2 separate regions of the Sus scrofa genome follow, and region 1 is linked to region 2. Evidence: chromatin contacts called from public Hi-C data. All regions are on one chromosome and are shown on one strand. Each heading gives the region's core, a stretch centred on a gene start, on an enhancer-like site or on the middle of the called end of the contact. The rest is flanking DNA. Distances are from core to core; before and after follow the strand shown. Region 1 overlaps SCAF8 (protein SCAF8). Region 2 overlaps TIAM2 (T-lymphoma invasion and metastasis-inducing protein 2).

Evidence for each region. Hi-C and Micro-C count contacts between places; a contact is called where the count stands out from the background.
Region 1: a Hi-C map of embryonic fibroblasts shows a contact between it and region 2, with 2.3 times the contacts expected there. The contact joins two enhancer-like sites. A contact is called at or near these places in 9 of 47 Hi-C or Micro-C datasets (brain, embryonic fibroblasts, fetal liver and 5 more).

The regions. Positions count from the first base shown.
Region 1 is chr1:11,947,470-11,954,190 of Sscrofa11.1, reverse strand. The region is part of intron 20 of SCAF8 (protein SCAF8); the gene reads left to right. Among named protein-coding and RNA genes, the nearest start is that of TIAM2, 53 kb to the right of the region's middle. Within about 2 kb of position 1,685, at least 7 of the 83 cell types and tissues checked have an H3K27ac peak or open chromatin away from gene starts, as enhancers often do. A contact at or near this core is called in embryonic fibroblasts, where this site is marked.
Region 2 is chr1:11,723,110-11,730,375 of Sscrofa11.1, reverse strand. TIAM2 (T-lymphoma invasion and metastasis-inducing protein 2) reads left to right here. Exons shown (of 28, transcript XM_021071939.1): 11 at 7,244-7,266. Among named protein-coding and RNA genes, the nearest start is that of CLDN20, 110 kb to the right of the region's middle. Within about 2 kb of position 2,060, at least 27 of the 83 cell types and tissues checked have an H3K27ac peak or open chromatin away from gene starts, as enhancers often do. A contact at or near this core is called in embryonic fibroblasts, where this site is marked.

The DNA.
Region 1 (6,721 bases), core at 436-2,935, 220 kb before region 2:
CAGCAGCTGCAGCTCCAATTCGATTCCTAGCCCAGGAACTTCCATATACAGCAGGTATGGCTCCAAAAAGACCAAAAGGAAACGGGGTGGGGGGAGCTGGAGCAGAGCCCTGTGTCTGCCTACCTGGCTACCTACCTACCCCCAAGCAGGACCAGCCCGACAGAGACTGGGAGAAGTGGGGTTCACCACATGGGGGTGTTCGGACCCTGCTCAGAGCCAGAATAGGCCAGGAGCCTGGCGAAGGGGAGCAGGGCTTCTGTGCCCTGGGGCACGTTCCCAGCCAGGGCTAACCTCCTTCCTCTCTGAGATACAGCGGCCGTATGGTCCAGCCGTCTGGTAAAGAAAAATGAAGAATGTGCGGTCAGGGGAAAAAATGCTCCAACCCATCGAATCACGGGACGTTCTCTCTCATCCTGGGGCCTCCTGTTTTAGGATTGTTGGTAACTCGCCCTGCCTCTTGTGGCTGCCTTGGCTGGGGGAAAGCGAGCCGGGAATTCCAGCCCCAGCTTCGGATGCTGCGTTCTTGAGAGAGGGGCTGGGGGAGGTGGGAACCCGGAACCCAAGGTCTCCAGGGGGACGTCTGATCCTCCTCGGACGGGAAGGCTGTTGGAGGGAGGGGTGCACTAAAACCAAGAGAGCAGCAACGCCGAGAGTTGAGTGAAGTGGATGGGGGGGGGGCACAGCGCTGGGATACAGTCTGAACAGACAGGCCCCTGGGTCCTGCCTGGCCTGACATCAGCCGTTGATGCTGACGCAAAAGCTGTGCACGGCCCGCCTGTTCTAAGACAGAAAGCCACAAAGAAATGGCTAAAATAATTTCAGTTGTAATAAGTGCGGTGATGAAAGCCAGAGTCTGAGGGCAGGAATGGGGGAGGGGGTGGGGGTGGGGTGAAAGGTACTGCCAGGGAGTTCCCGCTGTAGCTCGACGGGTTAAGAACCTGACTTGTATCCATGAGGATGCAGGTTTGATCCCTGGCCTCGCTCAGGGGGTTAAGGATCCCGCATTGCTGTGGCTGTGGTGTAGACTGGCAGCTGCAATTCCCAATTTGACCCCTAGCCTGGGAACTTCCATGCGCTGCAGGTGTGGCCCTAAAAAGCAAAAAAAGAAAAGTACTGGTGAGGAAAAACTCTCAAGAGGTGACATTCCAGCTGGGACTGAAGTAGGGGTGCCGGGCAGCCCCCGGGGAGTGCTAAGTGGGAGAATGTTGTCATCCTGGTGGCATCCCTTCTGCTACCAGGAGGACTAGACGGAAGGGGGCCCAGTGTTGGGGCAGGGAGACCAGCCCTGGGGCGGGGGTTGGACGGGGGAGCTACAGGAGGATGAGCCAATAAGAGATGAGAGAAGGAGAGTATTTTTGGAGAGCGCCTCAGTGGGACTTTCTGGAGAGCCTGGACAGATGTGGGGAAGGGAGGGCTCATAACACAGATTTCTGTCTGCATAGACGGGGTGCCATTGTTCTCAAGGGAACAATTAATTGTCTAGGCAAAGGGACCCTGTGGTGGCCGTTTGGGGTCTTGGAAAGTCGGGGATGAGAGGGACAGGAGCCCCGTGGGCCCCGGGTCAGGGTGATGGAGGGAGTTCCTGTGAGTCAAATGCAGTTTGATAAAGCCGTTAGGGCAGCGCTGGGAGCATCGTGATGACTCAGTAAATGGGAGCTGGTATTTCATTAGGAAATAGCAGCCAGATGCCTTGGAGGAGCAGAGTGGATAGAACAGGAAAGAATAGGAATGAAGCCTGCAGGGCAAGGCTAGGGAGACGCCACCAATGCTGTGTGTTCTTTTAAGGTCGGGAAAGGAACCCAGACAGCAGCGTGAGGAGGGAGTGTTTCCAGCCCTGACAACCTGGGAGGGTCCTGTGTCCTCCAGGCTGAAGGCGTGGGCGAGGCTTCTGCTCTCCGAGCCCTGACTGCAGCAGCATTGTGCCCCGGATGCCCTTGGGCATGTGCCCCTGGGCATTAGCACCTCCCTCCCTTGTGCTTATTCTCCTTCCTCCAGCCCCCGTGGCTTCTGCTGGCTCCTTTCCATCTGATTTCCCTCCCCTCTCCTCAGGGTCCGATCTGGCCCATCCACTCAGTCACGCCTGATGAAAACACATTGACAAAGGAGAACTGGGGGCCAAAGCTTTTCCTGCGATCCCAATTCTTTCCATACCAAGACATACACTCAGTTTTGGAGTTCCCTTGTGCCATAGAGGGTTAAGGACCCAGCATTGTCATTGCAATGGCTCAGGTTGCTGCTGTGGCTTAGGTTCAATGCCTGGCCAAGGAACTTCCACAAAAAAGGAAAAAGAAAACAAAAATATACTCAAATTTAAAAACATTCCTCCTTTTTTTTTTTTCTTTCTGCCTTTTCTAGGGCCACTCCCAAAGCATATGGAGTTTCCCAGACTAGGGGTCTAATCAGAGCTGTAGCCGCCAGCCTATGCCAGAGCCACAGCAACACCAGATCCAAGCTGCATCTGCGACCTACACCAGAGCTCACAGCAATGCCGGATCCTTAACCCACTTAGCAAGGGCAGGGACTGAACCCTCAACCCCATGGTTCCTAGTTGGATTCGTTAACCACTGAGCCATGACGGGAACTCCAAAAAAACATTCCTCCTTTTAAAACTTATAACTAGAGGAGTTCCCATCTTGCCGTGGCAGAAATGAATCCCACTAGGAACCATGAGGTTACGGGTTCGATCCCTGGCATTGCTCAGTGGGTTAAGGATCTGGCATTCCTGTGGCTGTGGGTAGGCCAGCAGCTACAGCTCCAATTTGACCCCTGGGAACCTCCATATGCCAGGAGTGTGGCCCTAAAAAGACAAAAAACCTCATAACTGGGAAGGGGAACTTGATCTGAAGTCTTTAGTCTTCAAACTAAATTTCCAGTGACTTGAAACAGGTGTCTGACCTGAATCAGCTCTGCAGAGTCAGACTTCTTCAGAAAGAACACACGTTAGGAATCAGCACCCATCTTCTTATCAGAAAGTGGGGTAATTATATTTGCCTGGTTCACAGGATGTGAGCTGTAATTATGGAAAGCTAATGCTTTTAAGAAAAGGAACTTGAGATCTCCCAGTAAGTGCTTGTAAACTCAGGCTGCTTTAACACAGACGTGTGTCTGCACACACTCCCTCATCCCTCCCCCCGCCCAGCTCTGCAAGTCTCACTGGCCACCCCAGTGAGAACGGCTCCCAGTGGCTGTGACCTCACAGGAACAAAGGCCAGAGCCACAAGCACTAAGCCATGCGTTCCTGATTCTGAAAGCTGCTTGGGTATCACCTTCCCTTCTAAGTTTTCCATTAAGGAGAAGTTAAGATTTGAAAAGATGGCATGGGGGGCTGCTGGGAAATGTGATGAGTGGCTTCTGTTTCCACTTTGGGGACCTTCCCAGGCTTTTCTGGGTCCTAAGAGGCATGTGGGAAAGTCCACCGCCTGCCCCCGGTCACAGGCATCCTTCGCAGGACAGGCGGCCAAGCCTGCCCCAAGTCCCTGCTCCCCTGACACTCTTGGAGTTCTCTGACTTTAAAGGCTGGGGAGGAGTTCCCCTTGGGGCTCAGCGGGTTAAGAACCTGACTAGTATCCATGAGGATGCGGGTTCAACCCCTGGCCTGGCTCAGTGGGTTAAGGATCCAGGGTTGCCGTGAGCTGTGGCATAGGTCGGCAGCTACAGCTTCGATTTGACCCTAGCCTGGGAACTTCCACATGCTGCAGGTGTAGGCCTAAAAAAGAAAAAAAAAAAAAAAGACAAATAAATAAATAAATAAAGCCTGGGGAGCCAGGTGGGCAGGAGGGTAATGCCTGCTCTGTAGGCAGGGACATCAGGGGAGTCGGAGTTCCCCACGTGGGCAACATCTGGTGCCCCTGGGAGGCTCTAAGCACACCCACTCCCCAAATAAAGGCCTCCATGTTGGAGGCACTTTTTTGGGTTTCTTTTGTTTGTTTTTTGTTTGGCTGAGGCGTGCAGTGGCTTGATGTGGGCTCTCAGTTCCCAGACCAGGGATGGAACCAGACTGCAATGGTACAAGTGCCAAATCCTAACCATTAGACCACCAGGGAACTCCCCGGAGGCACTTTGAAAGGCCAGCATCGTGAACCTGAAATGAGGTATCACAAAACCCTCTCTGGGATGGAGGCATTTTCCTGTGTCTTTAGGGCAGCATATCAAACTTTCCCCCATCCACTTAACGGCAAAGGGGAAAGAGTAAATCCCCTTCCTTCTTCTGGTGGCCAGGCTCCTAGTCGTAGTGGCCACATGCATCGAAACAGCTTGTCTCATCACACAGCTCCTGTGTGATCATGAATCCTGTGCAAACATTACACTTTATTCAGACACGTTGGTTCAAGATTTAATACACGAGTCATGGGTTGTACTGTGTCAAACTACCCAGCTCTGCAATCACACCCTCCCCAACTTTAAATAAAATTGAGGTTCTAGAAGTTCCCTTGTGGCATAGCAGGTTAAGGATGTGACCTTGCCACAGCTGTGATGCAGGCTGCAACCATGGCATCGGTTTGATCCCTGGTGCAGGAACCTCCACATGCTGTGGGTGCAGAAAAAAAAAAAAAATTGAGGTTCTGGTTGAGTGTTGAGTGACTTGAGGCTCTGCATGCCGTGACAACCCCGTTTGCACTTGTTGGGCTGTGGCCCCGAGCAAGTGCCAGGCTGCCTGCAGAATTGTTCCTGCACTGTCTCCGTGGGCCCCCCAGACTCCCTGATTTTGTCTTTAATCCCTCAGTCAGTGTCTATCCCGTCTTCTCATTATCTCCGCTGCCCTGCGTGGAGGATTTCCCAGCACACACCCGTTAATGTGTCGGAAATAGATCGTTATCTTCCTGCCTCGCTTTCCTTCTTCTTTTCCCAAGATGGTTCAAATCTTGCTATTTGCTTATTTGCTGTCTGAATACATGGACAGAGGTGGAGACCAAAACCAGACAAATAAACAAAAATAAGGAGGAGACTGGAGTTCCCATAGTGGCCCAGTGGTTAACGAATCTGACTAGGAACCATGAGGTTGCGGGTTCAATCCCCGGCCTTGCTCAGTGGGTTAAGGATCCAGCATTGCCGTGAGCTGTGGTGTAGGTTGCAGACGCAGCTCACATTCCGAGTTGCTGTGTCTCTGGTGTAGGCCGGTGGCTGCAGCTCCAATGGGACCCCAAGCCTGGGAACCTCCATATGCCGCGGGAGTGGCCCTAGAATAGGCAAAAAGACAAAAAAAAAAAAAAAAAAAAAAAGACAAACAAAATAAAATAAATGAGGAGACTGATGAAGAAGTTCCCAACAATATCCTGTGGATGGTGACATTTGCAAAAGAGAGTAGGCAGCTCTTCTCTTCTGAGGCCAGGCTGGGATTTGGAGGGAGTCAGGGGAACAGCATCAGAAATTCCAAGGAGAGTCTGTCTTCTCCATCTCCAGCAGCCTGTCAGAAAGCTCATCATAGCTTCAGGAGGAGATCCTTGCCGCTAAGTTTGGCTGAAACATGACAACCAGGCAAGTGACTTAACTGACTCATACACACATACACACATACATATTATGATTTTTATTTTTTCTAGTATAGTTGATTTACAGTGTTCTGACAGTTTCTACTCTACAGCAAAGTGACTGTCATACATACATATATATATATTCTTTTTCTCACATTATTCTCCATCGTGTTCCATCATAAATGACTAGATATAGTTCCCTGTGCTACACAGCAGGATCTCATTGCTTATCTACTCCAAATGCAATGGTTTGCATCTATTAACCCCAAGCTCCCGGTCCATCCCACTCCCTCCTCCTCCCCCTTGGCAACCACAAGTCTGTTCTGGTCCATGATTTTCTTTTCTGTGGAAAGTTTCATCTGTGCCATATATTAGATGCCAGATATAAGTGATATCATATGGTATTTGTCTTTCTCTTTCTGACTTACTTCACATTGTATGAGAGTCTCTAGTTCCATTCATGTTACTGCAGATGGCATTATTTTGTTCTTTTTTATGGCTGAGTAGTATTCTACTGTGTCTATGCACCACATCTTCTTAATCCATTCATCTGTTGATGGACGTTTAGGTTGTTTCCGTGTCTTGGCTATTGTGAATAGTGCTGCAGTGAACATACGGGTGCATGTATCTTTTTCAAGGAAAGTTTTGTCTGGATATATGCCCAAGAGTGGGATTGCTGTGTCATATGGTAGTTCTATATTGAGTTTTCTGAGGAACCTCCATACTGTTTTCCATAGAGGTTGTGCCAATTTATATCCCCACCAGCAGTGGAGGAAGATACCCTTGTCTCCATATTTTATATTTAAGGCATGCATTTAGTGAGGCACTGAATTAATTTTTCTCCTAGAGGTTATATGGTCTTTTAGGAGTTCCAAATACTTGGAATAAGGAGACATTTACTTCCAGAATTTAGCCAGCATGTCTTCTGCATTAATTTTATTAGCTCCTGAAGCTGGAACTGTAACAATCAATTCATACAAATGTAAAGTTTTCAATGAATTGTATCAATTCATACAAATGCAAAATCTTTATAAAAAGGCTTTACCTCAAGAGGGAGCTCCTTGCAAGCCTTCGATTTATTCAGTTCATCCAGGACTGACGCTTGATTTTAAAGTATATTTTTGGGAACTGGATTGCAATCCTGAGTGAGTATAGAGAAAATTCACAGAAGAGGCTCGAGGAAACAAAACAGAAGTCCAGGAATTTGAATTCTTTTTTTTTTTTTTTTTTTGTCTTTTTGCCTTTTTGCC
Region 2 (7,266 bases), core at 811-3,310:
TCTGTAGAAGGAGACGGTATTATTTAACAAATTAATTGGGATAATTCAGTGAACTGCCAGTTTAGTTTGAAAAATCTAAGGAATGGTGGAGGGTTAGATCCTGTGACAGGTCCTAGGGAGGCGAGTGATCCTAAAACATGCAACAGAGACACCCACCGATTCTGCCTCCACAGAGGTTGGCCCAACTGTGGGTGCCAAGTGTGGGCCCCAAGCTGCTCGGTTCTGGGGGACAGCTCTAGCTGAGGTGTCCTGAAATGGGGAGAGGACCTTTCCTCAAAATCTTCCCCTCCCCTCCCACTCTCAGAGGTCAGGGGCTGCCAAAGGGCAGGGCATGAGACCAGGTGGCTGTGCCAGGAGGCTATGTCTTAGGCGTTGCTCCTGGCTGGTCTCTGTGCCCTTATTTTGCCAGATTTGACCAAACCAAATGAGACCCCAAGGAAGCCAAATCCAGGCCCTCCTTTGATACCTTCAAAAAGGTAGGCCTCTGGAGTTCCCATTGGGGCACAGCGGAAATGAATCTGACTAGTATTCATAAGGATGAGAGTTTGATCCCTGGCCTGGCTCAGTGGGTTGGGGATCCAGCGTTGCCGTGAGCTGTGGTATAGGTCGAAGACATGGCTTGGATCCTGTGTGACTGTGGCTGTGGTGTAGACTGGCAGCTGCAGCTGCAGCTCTGATTCGACCCCTAGCCTGGGAATGTCCATGTGTGGCCCTATAAAAAGCAAAAAAAAAAAAAAAAAAAAAAAAGGTTGACTTCTCATAATAAATAATTTCCATTCCCTGCCCCTTTATTTCTGTACACACACCAAACTTATTTCAAAATCCAGATCAAATGATGCCGTCCACCAGGGATTTGACCTGCTTAAAAAAAAATGTATTGCCTTTCACTGCTTGGTTCTTACTACCTTCTGCAGTTGGTCATCCCACCAAGTTTGTATGGCATGGTTCCCAGGCAAGCTGGTAACTAGGACCCTTGATTTTATATATATATATCTTTTTTTTTTGGTCCACACCAAAAGTTCCCAGGCCAGGGATGAAACCTGAGCCACCACAGTGACAACATGGGATCCTTTACCTGCTAGGCCACCAGGAAACTCCATGATTATATATTCACATCCGTGGCTCACTGCTAAGGATTATAGTATTGCTTAATAAATTTGCCTATTAATCGTCCAAATTAGAGGTAGCCCTTCAATGGCTGAGAAGAGCTGTTTGGCAAAAAAAAAAGAACCCATAATTCATCAGAGCACTTTCTATTAACAGAACTTAACAGTGGACTTTGAAAATAAGTTTTGCTAAAATAGCCTTTAATGGTCTGAATTAAGCTGAGTGCTTATTTAAATTGAGCTCAAATTACCAAATGATCTTGTGATTTAATCAACAGGTCCCATTGACACTGTGGTGGGTGAGAAGAAAGTATTATGGCATCTGTTGTTGTTTTTTTTTTAAGTATATGTATTTAAACATTTATCCTTGTTTGTTTTAACTAAACATTGCTTCTGGTATAGCAGTGTTGAAGATATTTCTCAGACATATAGGATTATTTTAATGGTATGTTTATCATTTCTGCATTATACACTCAGCTAGGTTTCATTGAGGTACAGATAGAATGAAGAGTACTTGGTTTTTTATATCTCTGGGACTTAAGATTCCCCCAGTAGCTGGTTGAATAATTAATATTTCATTCCACTAGTTTTTCTCTGCTAAGCCTTCTTGGAGAGTATTTATAACTTGCACAAACCATCTATTTGTAAACAGTCAGTATATTCTGTCCATTAGCCTAACACAGAAAGGCAGTCATTCCCGAGTGTGTGGGCAGGCATTTAAAAATATTCCATTCTAATTGGTGCATCATGTAACAGGCCAACAGTGAGTCACCCTAATTCGAAATCTGTTAAGGTTGGAAGAAAGCCAGTCTCCTTTGAGCCTTTTTGAAAGGACACTTTGGCGAGCCAGCAATGAAAGCTTTTCAAGCTTTTCGGAGGGAACGTCTTGATGAGCAATAATGAGTCTCAGTCCGCTTTTGCGGGGACGTGTTTGTTATGGAGATGGTTGTCACAGATCCCCTGCTGAGGCTCTGGAAGGGAGCAGCCCCAGAAGCTTTGTGGCAGAAATCATGGAGCCCTGGGCCTTGGCGCTCTTGCCTGGAAAATTGGATGGGGGTATCCCAACATTCTGGGGCAGCGAGTGAATGAAGTATTGTCACATGAGTCATGAGCTCCAAACTGGGAAAGAATATGCTAATTTTTTTTTTTTTTTAAATGGAAGCTGTGAATGAAGCCGCTTCCTCTTGACGGTAGCGCGGCAGTCTGTTTAAATAGTGCCTTTGGTAGAGAAGCCTGCGACATCCACACAGGCCCGCGCGGAGAGTACATGCATAGGTCTTTGTTTTCCTTTCATATCAACTGATGTTTGGGCATCAGCCCGAGAAGGAAATAAGCTCCTCCTCCTCGGTGACATTTTGCTGTTGCTGAGACAGCCAAGGGCACGCAACTCCTTTTGTGCCTTCTCCTCATCTCACTTGCTAATAGACCTTCCTTTTATCAGCAACTGTGGTGTGGGCCCCTTCGTGACAGCCAGATTGTGATTTTTGCTACTCCCTTCCCTTCAGTGATCCAAGTAGCAATTACAAGCCATTTGATCCCAAAGCATCTGCTGTGAGAACCCGCGGAGGTTCAATTTTCTCTCCTTGAGGCACCCTGAGCAGACGTAATTTGACATGTGCTTTCCAGACCATTAGTGGAGGTGGAAGAAGCGATGCGTCTACCGAAGTTGCCCTACCCACTCGGGAGGCTGAAGGGATTTGTGAGTCTTAACTGGAGTGTCCGCGGTGGCCGAGGCGTGCCTCCGGGATGTGGTCATTTCGTGGATGGTGCCGCACGCTGGGCCATGTGGTCTTGAGCACCAGGAGCCACCTGGCTCCCCGCGGCTGACTCGCACGCAGTTCTTTTCCGTGGCCGTCACTGAATGGCACTGGTCAAGGCTGCTGCAGTGCAGTTTCCCAATCCACTCTGAACTGCAAGAAAGTTCTTGTATCTCGCTGTGACCTTTTTCAGTTTTATGTACCTTTAAGGGCCGTTCCTCACACCAGTCTCCTGACCGCCGCCCCCGCCCCCCCAACCCCGTGAGGCTGACACGTTTTAGCTCCTTGTAAAGGTAGAGAAATCGAAGCCGGGACACATCCGAGAACCAGTCCTGACCCAGACGGTCTGTTAGTTACATCTTTGCTGTCTGCTCCAGGAGCTGGAAACCTTCAGCAGGCTGATCCTGTACTAATTTTTAGAAGATTTCAGGGGAGGGAGGGAGGGAGCAGTTGGAAAGGGTACAAAGGCTGGGAGTCTGATTCTGTTTCGTAAATAAGTTCATTTGTACCTTTTTTTTTTTAGATTCTACGCATAAGTGATATCATATGATATTCACTTCATAAAAGTAGGGGGAAGGACAAATGAGGAGTTTGGGGTTAACACACACTATATACAAATGAGATAATCAACCAGGACCTGCCGTGTAGCCCAGGGAACTCTACTGGATGCTCTATAATAACCTAAATGGGAAGAGAGTCTGAAAAAGAAGGGATATATGTATGTGTATAACTGAATCATTTTGCTGTATACCTGAAACTAACACAACATTGTAAATCAACTGTATGCCAATAAAAAAAAAAAAAAAGAATGAGGCATTTACCAAAAAATAAAAAATAACATAGCACCTTTAAGGGTACGCTGAGAAAAGAGTTTTCCGGATACCTCAACTTGTTGTGCTTATTTTCACAATTCTCTGTTCCTTTTATGAAAAAGAATGTAGGATAGTATCTTATCCGGCTTATTGAAAATAAAGCATGCGATTTCAATGTGGATAGCATCAACCCTTGAGGGGATCAATCCGGTTTTTTCTCCAAGTGGGCTAAGCTGCCAATACCTTAGGAAACCCTGTAAGTACCCAGAGGCCATTCCTTTTTCTAGGTCTAATGAATGGATTAATCAGTTCCACATTCTTGATGCTTTCTTTGAATATTCAGATTTTACTTTAATTGCATACCTTTCTAAAGGGATGTGTGTGTGTCTTATGCACAGAAAAAACAGTGACGTGTGCATTTTCACTGTAGGATCTCTCGAGGGGATCTGAACCTTCCACAGCCTTGGCTTTGGTAGGCATCTTCTTATCCATTGTGGACTTGATCTTAGGCCAATAGTATAGACTCAGGAAATGATTCCTCGGAGCATTTGTAGGCACAAAGCCTTGGTGAATCAAATAGAACTGGGATATTTCATCTGTCCTTCCTTTGTCTCTCCATTTACCCTCATACTTTTCTTTAGCCTGGAACTTCTTCCCTTTCAATAATCCTTTTAACTCCTCTTCTTGAAACTTGAGCGAGGAGTAAGAGCTTGACACAGTGTAAATAGATTCTCCAATAACATACTGAAAATGGACAGTTTGTATCTGCTCAGCCTACATGTGTCTGTGAATTTCTCCTTGAATCCAGTTCAGCAGCCATGGGTGGAGGTGGGTTCTGGGCGTCTGACCCACGCACTGTGTTAAGGCCTGAAAGGGACTGAGAAAGAGAGAGTGAGCCTCTGTTGTCATCGAGCTTTGAACACGGTGTGTGGGGCCCGTGAGAGCAGCCTGAAAATGACTGTCCGGTGGGCTGGGTTTAGCCCAGCGCAGAGCCAGGGTCATGGAGAGTGGCTGAGTCCATTGGGTGGAATTGGGGTTGGAAGCTTGGGGAGCAGGAGATGCTTGACCAGAAGGGTCATTTGAAATAAGGTTGAAAGATAAACACGGTTTCAGCACAGAAACTGTGAGGAGGGTGAAGCAGGGGGAGGAAGTGGATGTGACCAGGGGTCCAGAAGCGGGAGGGGGCTGCTCCTTTGTGGGCAGTGTCAGCTGAGCGTGTGCCCTGGAGTAACAGGAAGGAGCCGAGACGGTTGGCTTGTGCCCATTTCCTGGGAGGTAGCTGCCAGGCTGATCGTTCTGTGGTGCCGTGGGGAGTGTGGGCTCAAGCTGGTTCCCAAGATTCCAGTCCCCACGGTATGAGAGTCACAGCTCAGTGTGGAGCTTGGGCAAGTTTCTAGAATTTTCTCAGCCTCATTATTCTCACCTGTTAAATAGAGGGTTGGGACAGTGCCTCCCTCAGAGGGATGTGACTAGGGACCGGACAGTCTCTGTGATGGACAGTGCGGAGGGGAGCAGGCAGGCAGGGTAGGGCGGTTGTGAATTTGTATCTTTGCCCACCCTTCCCTCAGCTTTCCATCCTCAGTCACGTCTTTCCTGTGCCGCTCTGAGGGTGCAGAACTGCAGTGCTTCGCAGCATCCTTCTGGACCCTTTGACTTCCTCTCTGCCTGGCGCTGGGCTTTCTTACTCCACAGTGACCTCTGCTGGGGTTTTAGTGTGCCTCGGAGCCAGAGTAGTTTGAGGGCCGGTACCTCCACCTTTATGGCTGTACCTGCTTAGTGCTGATGCACGTGCTTGAAATCACTGCTCCAGGGAACAGAAGGTTTAACCAGGGAAGGAAACCCCTGTGAAATGGGGCCCTTCAGGGGAAAGCGGTGCCCGTACTGGTTCCCCAGAGCCATCCTGAGCTCTGGGCATCTGTTCCTCTTCTCTCTTTTGCTTTTGCTTTGGCACATGAGGTTCGTAGTCATTCTGGGCTGTGACAGACAGTGACAGATCCATGGCAGATCCAGAAATGTTACTTCACAAATGAGCATCCCAGGGAGTTCCCATCGTGGCACAGTGGAAGCGAATCTGACTAGGAACCATGAGGTTCAGGTTCCATCCCTGACCTTGCTCAGTGGGTTAAGGATCCAGCGTTGCCATGAGCTGTGATGTAGGTCGCAGATGCAGCTTGGATCCTGCGTTGCTGTGGCTGTGGTGCAGGCCGGCAGCTATAGCTCCCATTCAACCCTTAGCCTGGGATCCTCCATATGCCATGGGTGTGGCCCTAAAAAGCAAAAAAAAAAAAAAAAAAAAAAAAAAGAAAAGAAAAAAAAAGCATCCCATTTAAAAAAGACAACCCAGGAAGATTGATTGTTCCCTTTCCTTGCCTAAACTGGTTCTTAAGTGTATTTATTCTAATATTTTAATCCTATTTAAAAGGAAGATCTTTTGCTTTGTGGATTTTTAAAAAATGCATGGAATTCAAAGTAAAATCACTCATCAGTGACATGAATCTTTTGATTTATGTCAAGTCTTGTCTTTATCATTAGACTAATGTAAGAACCTAAGAAGAAGGAAAAATTTGAGCTGCTTAATAAATGTTAACTATTTTTGTTTATAAATCATAGAAGTGGGGTTTCTGTCATGGCTCAGCAGTTAATAAACCTGACTGCCATCCATGAGGATGCAGATTCGATCCCTGGCCTCCCTTAGTGGGTTAAGGATCTGGTGTTGCCATGAGCTGTGGTGTAGGTCACAGACACAGCTTGGATCTGGCATTTCTGTGGCTGTGGTGTAGGCTATTAGCTATAGCTTTGATTTAACCTCTAGCTTGGGAACCTCCATGTGCTGCGAGTATGGCCCTAAAAAACAAAACAAAACAAAACAAAAATATTTGGCAGAATTACATATTACCATGAGGTCATTGGATTACTGTGATGGTGAGGTTTAGGAAACGAAACTTCCTTGGGAAGAGCTTCTGGAAGCTTCTGCTTGGGGATGATTGCTAGAAGCGTGTCTAGATGTGAAAAGGCTGAAGGATGGAATCCCCAAACCAGGATGATAGGTCCATTTAAAAAAAAAAAAAAAGCAAGTAGAAATAAGAGAGAAGATAAATGTGCTTTGGATTATGTTAAACGAAGCTCCTGGTTAGGATGTAGGCGGGCGTCCGGGGCCCTGGGCGAGAGCGTGTCTGAAATTCACTGGCATCGTGGCTTAGATGCAGACTTCCAGGGGCCCCTGCCAGCCGACAATTCTAGAGCAGTAGGAGTAGACACTTAGCAGCCCTCTTGTCCCCTGCCGTGTTCTCACTTGGGCTCAGAGGCAAATGGCATAGTGGCTAGAACACTGGACAAGGAGTTGATTGACGTCGCTCCACCTCCCAGGGCTTCAGTTTCATGAGAGTTAGTGTAACGAATGAGGAAACTCAGGCATGCCTGCCCCTGGGGTGGGGGGTAGGGGTCATGGAATCCAGAGACGTGAGGAGCGTGAAAGAGCTTCCTGTAAATGAAGGGGGGCATTCCTCTAGTAGTTTCCATCATTGGTTTATTAAGTCTGTCTGCCTTTTCCTGTGGGATCTAAAAACAGGTGGATGACCTGCTGCACATATA